Linked DNA regions of Sus scrofa: region 1 is linked to region 2. Evidence: chromatin contacts called from public HiChIP or PLAC-seq data. All regions are on one chromosome and are shown on one strand. Each heading gives the region's core, a stretch centred on a gene start, on an enhancer-like site or on the middle of the called end of the contact. The rest is flanking DNA. Distances are from core to core; before and after follow the strand shown.

Region 1 (5,973 bases), core at 1,397-3,896, 510 kb before region 2:
GGCAGTCAAAAAAGGAAAAAAAAAAAAAAAAAAAAAAAAAAAAAAAAAAAGCTCTTCAAAGATTTCCAGAAAGAGGTAGGATTATTAAAAGAGTCAAAAGAAAATATTTGAAATGGTCACAGAATCCCTTCTCACTGTCTTCTTCCTTAGTGGATAGTGAAAATTAACTTTGAAAAATTTGCAAACAAATGATCTTTGGTACAAAATGATGAGAGCATCATCAATAAGATTTGTTTTTTAGTAAATATGTTACATAACGTTACTTTTGAAATTTTCAGGATTAATTAAAATTTTCATTCTTTGAAGTGTTTGGTTTGTTTTTAAGCAATAATTTCCTACTAGTAATAGTATTGGTTAATAATTAATATTATGATGATAATTCTTCTTTGACCTCTGAATCTGTGAATGTGTGGGTTGATGTCAAACATAGCTGTACATTTTATTGAAATCAGTAAATATTTAGCATCATAGATTTTTATTTTATGAAAGCTGAATTTATTTATTTTGCAAAATATCAGTAAATAAGTATTATGGAAAATAAATGACGAACTATCAGGGTACTGCTTTTTCAGAATTGCATTCACTAATCACTATTTTGGTCTTTAATCAAAGGTCCCCATCTCAGAAAGCCCTTTCTGGCTATTCTGTCTAAAACAGACTATTCCAAGCTCCCACACCAGGCCATTCAGTACCTCACTTCCTTAATTTTCCTGCCATGTACAAACTATTCTGAAATAGTATTATGTATTTTTTAATCTATTTATTATGCATCATCCCTCAAATGAGTATAAGCTTCCTAAGAGTAGAGATTTTTCTGTTTGTGTCCCTAATACTTAGAAAAATGCTTTGCATGCAGTAGGTGATTTGTAAATATTTGTTAAATGAATGTGGTAATAAATGAATTGAAGTTTTTGCAAACATAATAATGATCATGGTGACAATATGAGTTGCTACGACTTGGGGATTATTAGTATTGATACTTAGATGTGTGTCTGTTACTTTTAAGTTTGGTGTTATTAAGATTTAATCTCATTTTTAAAATTACTGGATCAAAAATAATGAATGTACTAAAATGACCAGAAATTCATTTCAAAATTGCTCTTCAGGAAGAACACACCGATTTACATTTCTACCTATGAGTCATTCTCACTTTACTGTATGACTTTCCAACTTCTGTTCATAGGCTTCCGTCTCTGCCAGGATTGGTCTCTCTTGGCTTTCTTTCTTTCTTTCTTTCAACTGATGGTATTAGATCTTTCTTTGCTTTTTTTTTTTTTTTTTTTTGTCTTTTTTTAGGGCCGCACCCTTGACATATGCAGGTTTCCAGGCCAGGGGTCCAGTTGGAGCTGCAGCTGCTGGTCTACACCACGACACCACAACGTGGGATCTGAGCCACGTCTGTGATCTACGCCACAGCTCACGGCAACACCTGATCCTCAAATCCTCAACCCACCCAGTGAGTCCAGGGATGGAATCTGGCATCCTCATGGATGCTAGTCAGATTTGTTTTTGTGGCTGAGCCACAATGGGAACTCCATATCTTTCTTTCCTAAAAACCATAGTGCCCCTTGTTACACAAGTAGATTTGAGAAAACATCTTGAAGCACCATTGTTTATTTCCTTAAAATTCAAAGGTGCTTAAAAAGATATGCTCCATAAAATTTTGTTGTAGTAGATGATCTTAAAGATTAAAAACAAAATTTACCGAAAATTCATTAGTGTCTTCATATACTTGGAATCATGACTATGAACAGAATATCTACATGCCTTTCATAGGATGAAGTTGAAGTTTTTGTTTTCGTCTAGTTTATATACCAGCAAATTGTTTTATGGTGATTTATATAATCGTTAACATTTTGAATTTTGCAGTATACAAAGAAAACAATCCTCTAGGTTTTGTTAACAAATTGCTTGTCAAAATGCATGTGCATTTGGCCACAGAGACATATTTTTTCTTTCTTCTTAATTTTTTAAAAATACCTGCATTTATTTATTTATTTATTTATTTACTGGTGGCTAATTGACGTGGAGTGCTGTGTATACATCTGAATAGTAGCACCTTTAGCTCCATAGGCTTTTATCCCAGACATCTGATAATAATTACTGCATAAGTAAATTCATAACACCAGGCAGTTAGAAGCAGCCTAATTGCAACAATTAATTTGTAGACTTACCTAATTAAATTTCCCTAGCCAGAATATGTTGTCTGCATACATCAAAGTTTACAAAGGAGGAGTAACAGAGCAGAATAAAAAATGACAGAGTCCCTAATAGAGTCCCTTGAGAGGAACGTCTAAGGTTAAAATAAAAATCTATCAATGTTGAACAAGAAAATATGCAGTTCAGCTGAAATGATGGATGGTTCTGCTAACCTTCATGCAAAATGATCCTGACACATATTATTATTGAAATAGAAATGAGCATATCTTTGTCTACCTTATTGCCTTTATAAAGTGGATGAAATGGTCTGAGAGTCTGAAAATTCTTTTTTATGTTGTACTTGGGAACATTAAGACAATCCTGATCTCTTTCTTCCTCTGGAGACTTCCGTAGCTACTTGTTTATCTGCTTTCTTGCCTGTTGTAAGGACTGAGTAATTGCACAAATGCAAGGCGAGGAGAGAAAACTGCATAGCCTGCATCTTTTGCTAGCTTGAAAGTGCTTGCCCTGGCACTGGGGGACAAGGGAAGATTCATGTTTCCCAGTCTTGTGGGTGACATATACAAGAACAAATGACAATTATAATGTCATACTATTTTTAAAAATAGGGAAAGAAAAAATAATTCAGTGGCTAAAAGGACATAACACAAGTCAGCTTAACTGGGGAATAAAACCATGAAAACTTTTCTGTAAGCTTTTTTTTTCTTTGCAAAAGCCTTTGCTTTTATTTTTGTCTTTATCACTCACGTTGGTAGCTATTGCTCCTTTTAATCTCCTTGGAATTTATTAATATGTAAGGGACTCTCACTTTCAAATTTACTATTCAAATTTGTATTACCATCATCTCTCCCCATGGGGTGATTGGTTCCAGGACCCCCACAGATACCAAAACCCAAGGATACTCAAGTGCTTTATATAAAAAGGTGTATTTGCATATAACCTACGCATATCTGCACATCCTTATACTTTAAATCATCTCCAGATTACTTCTAATACCTAATACAATGTAAATGCTATGTAAATAGTTGTAAATACAATGTAAATGCTATGTAAATAGTTACCAGACAGGACAAATTCAAGTTTTCTTATTTGAAACTTTCTAGAAGTATTTTTCCAAATCTTTTCAATGCAAGGTTAGTTGAATCTTTGGATGTGGAGCCTTCAGATACAGAGAGCCAACTGTACAACAATTCCATATCCCTCTCACTACCCTTCCTAAACCCAGGTGCCTTCTTGCCCTGCACCATCATGACTGTCTATTGTCATCACCTCCTACCACCCTCCTTCCCATTCCCGATCCATGGCTGGTGACAAGTGCCTTCTGCTGTATGAACGCAGAGCTCCTGGGCCAGTGCCGAAGGGGGCAGGCTGCACATAGGGGTCCCCAGTTCCTATCTCTACTCTGCTGGTGGTGATGGGTTTAGTCCACATGACTGACTGCTAAGAGATGATGCCTTCAGTGGGAAGTCTTCCAGTGGCCTTTTCTCAGTGCCCCACTGTTGTCACAAAACAACTACCTCTTACTTTTGAGAAATGGGATGGGTTTCCTTACTAAAATAAAATAATAAGTTCATTTAGAAGGGCATCTGAGCAGGGTTATTGTTAATAAAGAAAATCTCATTATAGCATTGTTGTTGGAAAATATTACTATAGCATTGGAACATGCCTCTTATTCTGTCTTGATCTCTCTCTCTGGAAATGTTGGTAGGAACAAAAGGCAGGCAAGATAGGCTACATCTTGTTGCTGAAATTCAGCCTCTGTCTGCCAGTGCCAAATTAAAATGCAGAAACAGAGTTTTGGGTAAAGGAGAAAAAAAATAGCTTTATTGCTTTGCAGGCAAAGCAGGCTAATGCCCTCCATCCCCCACTGGAAAGAATTGTGAGGAGTTTTACAGTAAAAAGAGAAAAACAGGTTTTCAGATAGGAATCAGGATCGGGACAAACATGCATTCTTCTTTCTTTGGGGGAACTTAGTCATCAAAGCTGGAGTCAGGATATCTCTGCATGATCATGGTGGTGGTCTTTTGGGTGATTGCCTAGAATAACAGTACCTGTGAAAAGGGCATATTGATCAGAGTGAACAAACTAGGAAAGTTCCTGAAAAACATCATGTGCTAATAACCTTTAACTCACAGGCAATTGTGCTCAGGGTACCTACTCTTTAGCTTAGGGTGCAGTTCAGCCAGGGAGAAGGACAAGGAAAGACTCTAAGCTATCTTTGACTGTTCCTCCCTTGTCTTTGTATCCCCTCCCTTCCCTGATCATCAACTGTCTGAACCTTCCCTAGGAACTCAGCGAAGGTCATGGTGGCTGGACGAGGCCGTTTCCTAAGAACAAGAAATGGGGGCACAGAAAGGCTTTTGCACCCAGGAGCCCCACAGGGCTGTACTTGGTCTCAATCTGACTTTCTTTATAGACATTTACATTAAAGCTTCAATATCAAACAGAGGAATAGATAACACCAAATGAAAATTCAGAAACCGTGTCAGAGGGCAAAGTCTGTGACTTCTATATCTTCACTTATTGTGGGATGTCCTTTTCCACTTCATGAAGAAAAATGTAAATTCCTAACTTTGAGATAGAGACCTTTACAAGGAAATGTATTGACTTCAAATCTTTTATTGATGTCATCCCTCTCGCTTTATTTTCTCTTGCATATTTTTAAACCAATAGGAGCCTTTAAATGCCAAATGAAACACTTCCCATGAAATTGTAACAGCCTTCTCTCCATTTTCTTGAGGGAAGTGTAGTTTCAACAGTTTTGTCTAGAAAAATTACCTTTGCTTACACCAGGTTCTATTTATGTCTCATACCCAACATGGAGTGACAATGCGGTGAGCAAAGATGGGTGAATACAGGGTAATAAGAAAACCAGAAAATTCCTATTAATTTTTTGTCAGAATATTAGTTTGTCTTCACCATTTTATTTTACACGTAGATTCCCAGAGAATGAGTTGTACTCAAATTCAAATGCAAGTGTCACATCATGTAAATTAGAGTTGATCTTTGATCCTATGTAATAATGGATTATTACCACCCTTTGAAAAAGTGGAGCATTAGGAGCTTTCAATCCGTGAGCCTGGGACATGTTATTGGATTTATATATCTGATTCAAATAAATTTGACTTTGAAATGTGTCTGCCATAAGAAGGGTCTACATAGAGAATTCAGGTCAAAATAAAGTAAAAGTAAATCCTATCTTCTGATGTGAATCAAATTAGAAAACTCTCAGAACAATAGGACGAAAGAAAGATAATGAAGTTTGGGTAATGGAATCAACCAGGAAAGCACTCCTGTCCTTTGACCTCTCCCTGAACACTCCCTCCTTTTGGCTTTTGTGACACCACACCCTCCTTCTCTGCTTATTCTCAGTAAACTTTACTGTCTTGGTCTGTTTTGCTTGGATCACATCAAGAATTTGTCCCAGGCTTCTTTTCTTGTTTTATTCCAATGACTCTCCAAGGGAGATCTCTGATGGGAACACCAACATCACCTGACACTTGCTAGAAATGCAGTTTTCAGGCCTAATTCCAGGATCTCAAGCCCTATGTAAGTCAGATACTCTGGAGATCCTGTTGCGGCTCCGTGGGTTGAGAACCCAGTGCTGTCTCTCTGAGGATGGGGTTCAATCCCTGGCCTCACTCAGTGGGTTAAGGATCTGGAATTGCTGCAAGCTGCAGCAGAGGTCACAGAGACAGCTTGGATCCTGTGTTGCCATGGCTGTGGTATAGGCTGGTAGCTTTGAGCCTTAGGTGGGAACTTCCATTTGCTGCAGGTGCAGCCATAAAAAAAAAAAAAAAAACTCAGAAACTC
Region 2 (5,802 bases), core at 2,539-5,038:
TTTTGTTACTGAAGGATCCTGAACAACAAATTGGAATTACCCAGTATTCATCAAGCAATAATGCATTCAGAACACCATGCTAGAGTCTGTGGGCAAAGAAAAAGATGAGCCCATCAAAAGAGTTTAGATGAACAAACATCCTAGGAGTTAGTTCTGTACCATGTTCACAGATGACCGAGGCCACCAATTCAAGGAATGGTCTCCTGGGGCCACAAGCTAAACCGTTGTAAGTTTCTCACCCATAATGTGGAGGCCAGAGGGAGATAAAATGGTCTCTAAGATTCTATGACTGGATTGGAGTTACATGTATACATAAGGAGCACCAAAATGTTAAGTAGAACACAACAGGGCATCCTTTCCTCTCCTGATGTTTAGAGTGAAAACCCACCTCAAATTTAGAAGTATGTTTCTGTATGTGTGAGAGAGAGGAACACAGGAAGAAAGGGAGAGAATGCTTGCAAGTGATTCTCTGGATTTCTAATTTGGACTTTTGGTATTTTTGACAAAGGGAAAAAGATATCAACAAAAAAGCCAAGAGCCTGCCATAACCCTTTGTCTTAATATTGAAGGGCCATTGGAGTTCCCATTGTGGCTCAGAGGGTTAAGGACCCAACATTGTCTCTGTGAGGATGCGGGTTCAATCCCTGGCCTTGCCCAGTGGGATAAGGATCTAGCGTTGTCTCAAGCTGCAGCACAGGCTGTAGATGCAGCTCTGATTTGACTGGCTCGGGAACTTCCATATGCCATAGAGTGCAGCTGTAAAAAAAGAAATAAGATTGAAGGGCCATTGAAGATCGACTCTCTTCATGATGGAAAGAGAGATACAATTAGAAATACCAATATTATGGATTTCCTCCTGTACATTCAGCACTGTGTTGGGTGCTAAAGGAGTAAGAGAGCAGGGGAGGAAGGTGGAGAAAGAAATATATACAGGAGAACAGGTTGGGGGTGTGTGAGAATGAAGGCATGCCTCCTGGCCAAGCAAGGAGCTTGTTTCACAATTTTTTTTGCAATTAATTTTCATTTTTTACAATTAAGTGTTTTCCACCTAAAGAAACCTGCTCAAACCACACTGTTTCTGAGCCAAAATTGTTATTAAGTTGTAGAGAATCACAAATAACATAAAGATCTAGTGCTTAGTCCTAATATAGCATGTTTCAGGGAAATAGGTGTAAGTGGTGGCAGGGGGAGATGGTGCTTTTCAAATATCTGATACTATCCAATTTCTGACTGATTAGTTATTGTTGCAACCACTTAAAAGGACCACTTGACCACTCCAAATTACTTCTCTAGTTAGGTCGTTCTCGAAAATAACCATTTCCTACCTCCTCTGGTTTGAAATTTCATCTCCCAAGCCTGTCTTCCATACTACTCCCCCTCCCTGCAGGACCTGGCTTTAAGTTTCAGAGAAATTCACAGCAGCTGCCTACTGAAAACTATCTCAAATGCCTCTTCCAAACCTGTCAGCCAGTTTGTTTCTGTTCCCATCCACTCCTCCTTCCCTCCTGTTAGATCAGAGACTGTGAACCCACCTGCCATCAATGGTGACTTCTGCCCAGGCTCTGGGTCCCCTCTATTCTGAACTCCCACAAACCTCCTTAAATGAGTGACTCTCTTGTTCAGCTACATCTTCAGCCACCTCCTCTCTATGGCTGCTTTCTATCAGTATTCATGTTCTAGTGCCTCCTTTAAAAGAAAGATAGAGAGAGAAAGAAAGGAAGGAAGGAAGTTTTTCCTGAACCTTGTACCTTCTTCCTACTATGGCTCTTTCTGTGTCTCAAAAGAGTTTTCTGCATCCTTCCTCACCCCCCTGGCCACCCCCTTGATCATACCAGTCTGGCTTCCGCCCCAGCCACTCCACCAGCTTGCTCTTGCTGATCTCCGAGTTGTTCAATTCAAAGGACACTTTGTGGTCCATCTGACTTGAGGTCAGGGTCTTTTACCTTATCACTTTCTCCTTGAAAAAAATGCCTTTTCCTCCTCCCGCTCTCTTCTTCCTTCATCCCTTTGAGGAGCTGTTTTCTTCCATCTGAATTTTATACCCTAGATTCTTCTTTGCTCACCTCTAGGTCTACCCGGCTTTTTAATCTACATTTTCCCTAGTGATTTCATCCACTCCCATAGACAGCCTTTCTTCCCACTTGCTGTGCCCATACCATCAGCGCCATCTAACCAGCTGCCTATCCAGGTACCATTACTGTATCCCCCTCAAGCCTGCCCTGCCTCCAATATCCCTCAGTCAATGTCCCCTAATTGCGACTGCTGGAAACTTGGTACGTGACACTTTGCCTCTTCTTTCGCCCTCATATTCAGATACAGGTCCTATCAGTTTTATCTCTAAAATATATATTTGCTCTCTCTCTGTTTCTCTACCCGCCACCTCATTGGCTCGGAAAATATCCACCCAACTGCTCCCTTCATGCCTCCGTTGGGCTCCTTTCTATCCTGTTGTCCATATCACAGCCAGAATGAATTTTACCAAATGCAGATCTGGTGTGTTGTTCCACAGTTTGAAATGTCTCAGAGACTTCCCGCTGTCCTTAGAAGAAAATGCAGTTTCCTTTACATGGTCTTCTGCCGTCTACCCTTTGCTCCCAGCTCTCTAGCCCACTTCCTGTTCCACTGATCTGACCATCCCTTCTGTTGTCTTGGGCTTCTCTCAGCAGCTTAATCACAAAAGCTTCTTCATGTTCCTTTATCCCTGAAATTCTACCCCTGCCTCACCCCACCCATCCCTCCCCACATCCATGCTTTGCCTTGGGGTTCCGATGAAATATCACTTCCTCCAGGAAGTTCTCTAATCTTCCCAAGTCCTCTGGACTAGATTTCCTTTCCTTGCTCTTCCCTCTTTTAACCCCCTCTATGTCATTACCTCCGCTACCACTTTTGTCATTGTGTCATTATCTGGGTAATTCTGTGACTTATCTTCCCATCCAGACTGTATTCACCCCTGAACCTCCATCTGTTAGTATAGGTTCTAATACATAGAAGGCCTCGAAATTTTTTGCTGAATGAATGAAGACTGCTACAGCTCCTCTTTTTCTTTCTCTCTTCTAAAATCTACTTCCCAGCCACTCCAAGTTTATCTCACATAGCTTTCTCATCTTGGAAGGAAAAATCTGAAAGGTTTTGATTCTGTTTGGTCCTAGTCTTAACCCATCCTCTTTGAGGCTGTGTGCACTCTGGTTTTTTGTTTGTTTGTTTTTTCTAAACTACAAAGAGGGACTAAGCATCCAAGGAAGGGTAATTTGAATCCACCAAAGTTTCATCATTTCTCAAAGGCAAGGTCAGACTCAGATGAAGGAGGCTTGTGCCTTCTTTTTTCTTCTGACCCGAGCCACTGCAGTGACAATGCCAGGTCCTTAACCCACTGCACCACAAGGGAGCTCCCTGTGCCTTCTTTTTGAGATGCACCCACATTCACAAATATATCCCTACCACCTATTCGCTGATGCCCAAGCTGTTCTTTAACAGGAAGCAGCCATTTCCTGACACATGTAAGCATGAGACTAAAGTCAAGTTTCTTCACTTAGAAGACTTGGATACGAGAATGGAGGATGTACATATCCGACTTGCAATTTTAAAAGACAGGAGGTGAGCTCCACGGAATAAATGGGAAAAAACACACACGCAGAGTGAGCCCTGGAGTGCTGAAAACATACTGTGTCCTCTTGCCTACTTTCAGGCTATGCTTGAAATTGTCACAATAAATTACTGACTCAGGAGTCCTGCCCATTCACCAGTATCCTATTCACCAGCACTGAAGCGATTCAGACAACTTGGCTTTGCTGGTCTGACGTGCTCCAGACCAATGGGATCCGACGGTTCTGCATGCCATTTTAGGTGACAGTTTGAGCCGAAGTAACTTCTAAAATTGCAGCCATCCCAGGAAGGCTGAGACGCAATCCCATAAATCATTTGCATCTGGAAAGGGGCCGGGGATGACGAATCTCAGTAGAAGAGAAGAGCTCTGCAGCGGGGCGTGGGAAAGAGCTTTTAGAAACAACGGTAACAGCTCTATATGTGACACACTAGAATGTTAGGAGGGTAAAGAACTGGGGATACCTCAGCCATTCCTGAAATCAAGCGAATGGAAATTAAATGATAAAACAGACCAACAGAATTACACTAAAAATTTATATGGCAGGGAATACTGTTTTAGTATATGTGCTGCCGAAGCAAGCACAGGGAATACTATTTTATTTTATTTTATTTTATTTTTTTAAGAACAAGGCTTTTACTTTATTTTTATTTTTTTGCTATTTCTTGGGCCGCTCCTGCGGCATATGGAGGTTCCCAGGCTAGGGGTCTAATCAGAGCCATAGCCACCAGCCTACGCCAGAGCCACAGCAACGCAGGACCCGAGCCGCGTCTGCAACCTACACCACAGCTCACGGCAACGCCAGATCCTTAACCCACTGAGCAAGGGCAGGGACCGAACCCGCAACCTCATGGTTCCTAGTCGGATTCGTTAACCACTGCGCCACGATGGGAACTCCGGGAATACTATTTTAAAATCAGTTCATGATCCATGCATTGCTAGAGGTTTTCAGAACAACAGAAATACTTACTTGCCCCCAAATTCACTGAAATTGGTTAACTTCTGTGAGTATAGCATACCCTTCCCATGCCTGAGGTGTGAATTTTAGACATCTCTGAAAATAGATTTGTCAGTGAGCATCTGATCCTGGGCAAGTAAATAAATAAGAAAAATTAATAAAACCTAGAGCACCTAACCTCTTTCTCTTCAGGGCATTGGCTAAAGTCTATTATTTTGATTACATCAGAGAGAAAAATTCCAATTTCCTCCTGATTCTTTGAACTTCAGACTAATCAGTTTTCCCTTTAACTAGATCTGTAAATAGGTGATGGAAATAGGACCAGGGCAAGTTTAGAGGGTTCAAGTAAGGAAAGCCAGAAATATTTGGGGCTAAAAATTCTGAATATAAGACATAGAGATAATTCCTGTAGTGTAACTGACCTAAGGTTCTCACTGAAGATCAGTTACCAACCTAGTGGTCCCTAACCTTATTTCCAGCCCAGAAGTGACTAAAGAATTGAACATACTTGCATCAGTAACAGTGGCTCAGGGGCAACAAGGCAAGAACTGTTCTATTCTTAAGTATCTTTTGCTCCTGGAGGAGTGTGGTGGTGCGGTACATGGGAAAAATCACTCCCTCCAGGAGATTTTGATCCATCCCCTCCCCTCCCTCAGAGGGATGTCTCTCCTCCCACACCCTTTTCCCCCCAAGGATATAGCCTTTCTGTGCCTTTGTTTCCCTATTGATAAAATGAGAATGATACACTGAGAATGATGCATTCATGAATGGGTAGGTGTGGTAGGGATATACAGAGAAAAGTTTTCATAACTCCCATTGGCCTTTTTTATTCAGACAGTTTGTTACCACATTACTGGGTGTGTTGAATGTCCTGGTTAAGCTCTTGAGCACTTAGATTCTAAATAGAATCTAAAAATACCCTTGACTAGAAGTCAACACAGCCTATTTAAAGGTCATTGTGACTTTCCTTCCGAGTATTGAGATTATTGCTACCAAATATCTACAGAGACAGAAGAAAAGTCACAGGTGGACTCTATCAATTATTGGGCTGCATGTCTTAATAATTATCATTTATTAAGCCCTAAATATACAAAGATGTGCTGCTAAGCGCTTAACTTCTAATACCTGATTTAATCCCCCATAACAGTCCTTTATTATTATTCCCATTTTGCAGATATAAAACTAACGTTTAACAAAATTACATAGTATGCCCCATATTCCACAGGAAGTTATTAAATTAGTA

The links. HiChIP or PLAC-seq counts read pairs in DNA pulled down with a chosen protein or histone mark.
Region 1: a contact with region 2 is called in an H3K27ac HiChIP or PLAC-seq map of skeletal muscle, with 6 times the contacts expected there. The contact joins two enhancer-like sites. A contact is called at or near these places in 2 of 47 Hi-C or Micro-C datasets (epiblast stem cells and skeletal muscle) and 1 of 2 datasets of contacts at active chromatin or transcription factors (skeletal muscle).

What each region holds. Positions count from the first base shown.
Region 1 is chr6:112,069,939-112,075,911 of Sscrofa11.1, reverse strand. No RefSeq gene overlaps it. Among named protein-coding and RNA genes, the nearest start is that of CHST9, 220 kb to the right of the region's middle. Within about 2 kb of position 2,646, at least 1 of the 83 cell types and tissues checked has an H3K27ac peak or open chromatin away from gene starts, as enhancers often do. A contact at or near this core is called in skeletal muscle, where this site is marked.
Region 2 is chr6:111,556,442-111,562,243 of Sscrofa11.1, reverse strand. The region is part of intron 7 of CHST9 (carbohydrate sulfotransferase 9); the gene reads left to right. Among named protein-coding and RNA genes, the nearest start is that of AQP4, 140 kb to the right of the region's middle. Within about 2 kb of position 3,788, at least 2 of the 83 cell types and tissues checked have an H3K27ac peak or open chromatin away from gene starts, as enhancers often do. A contact at or near this core is called in skeletal muscle, where this site is marked.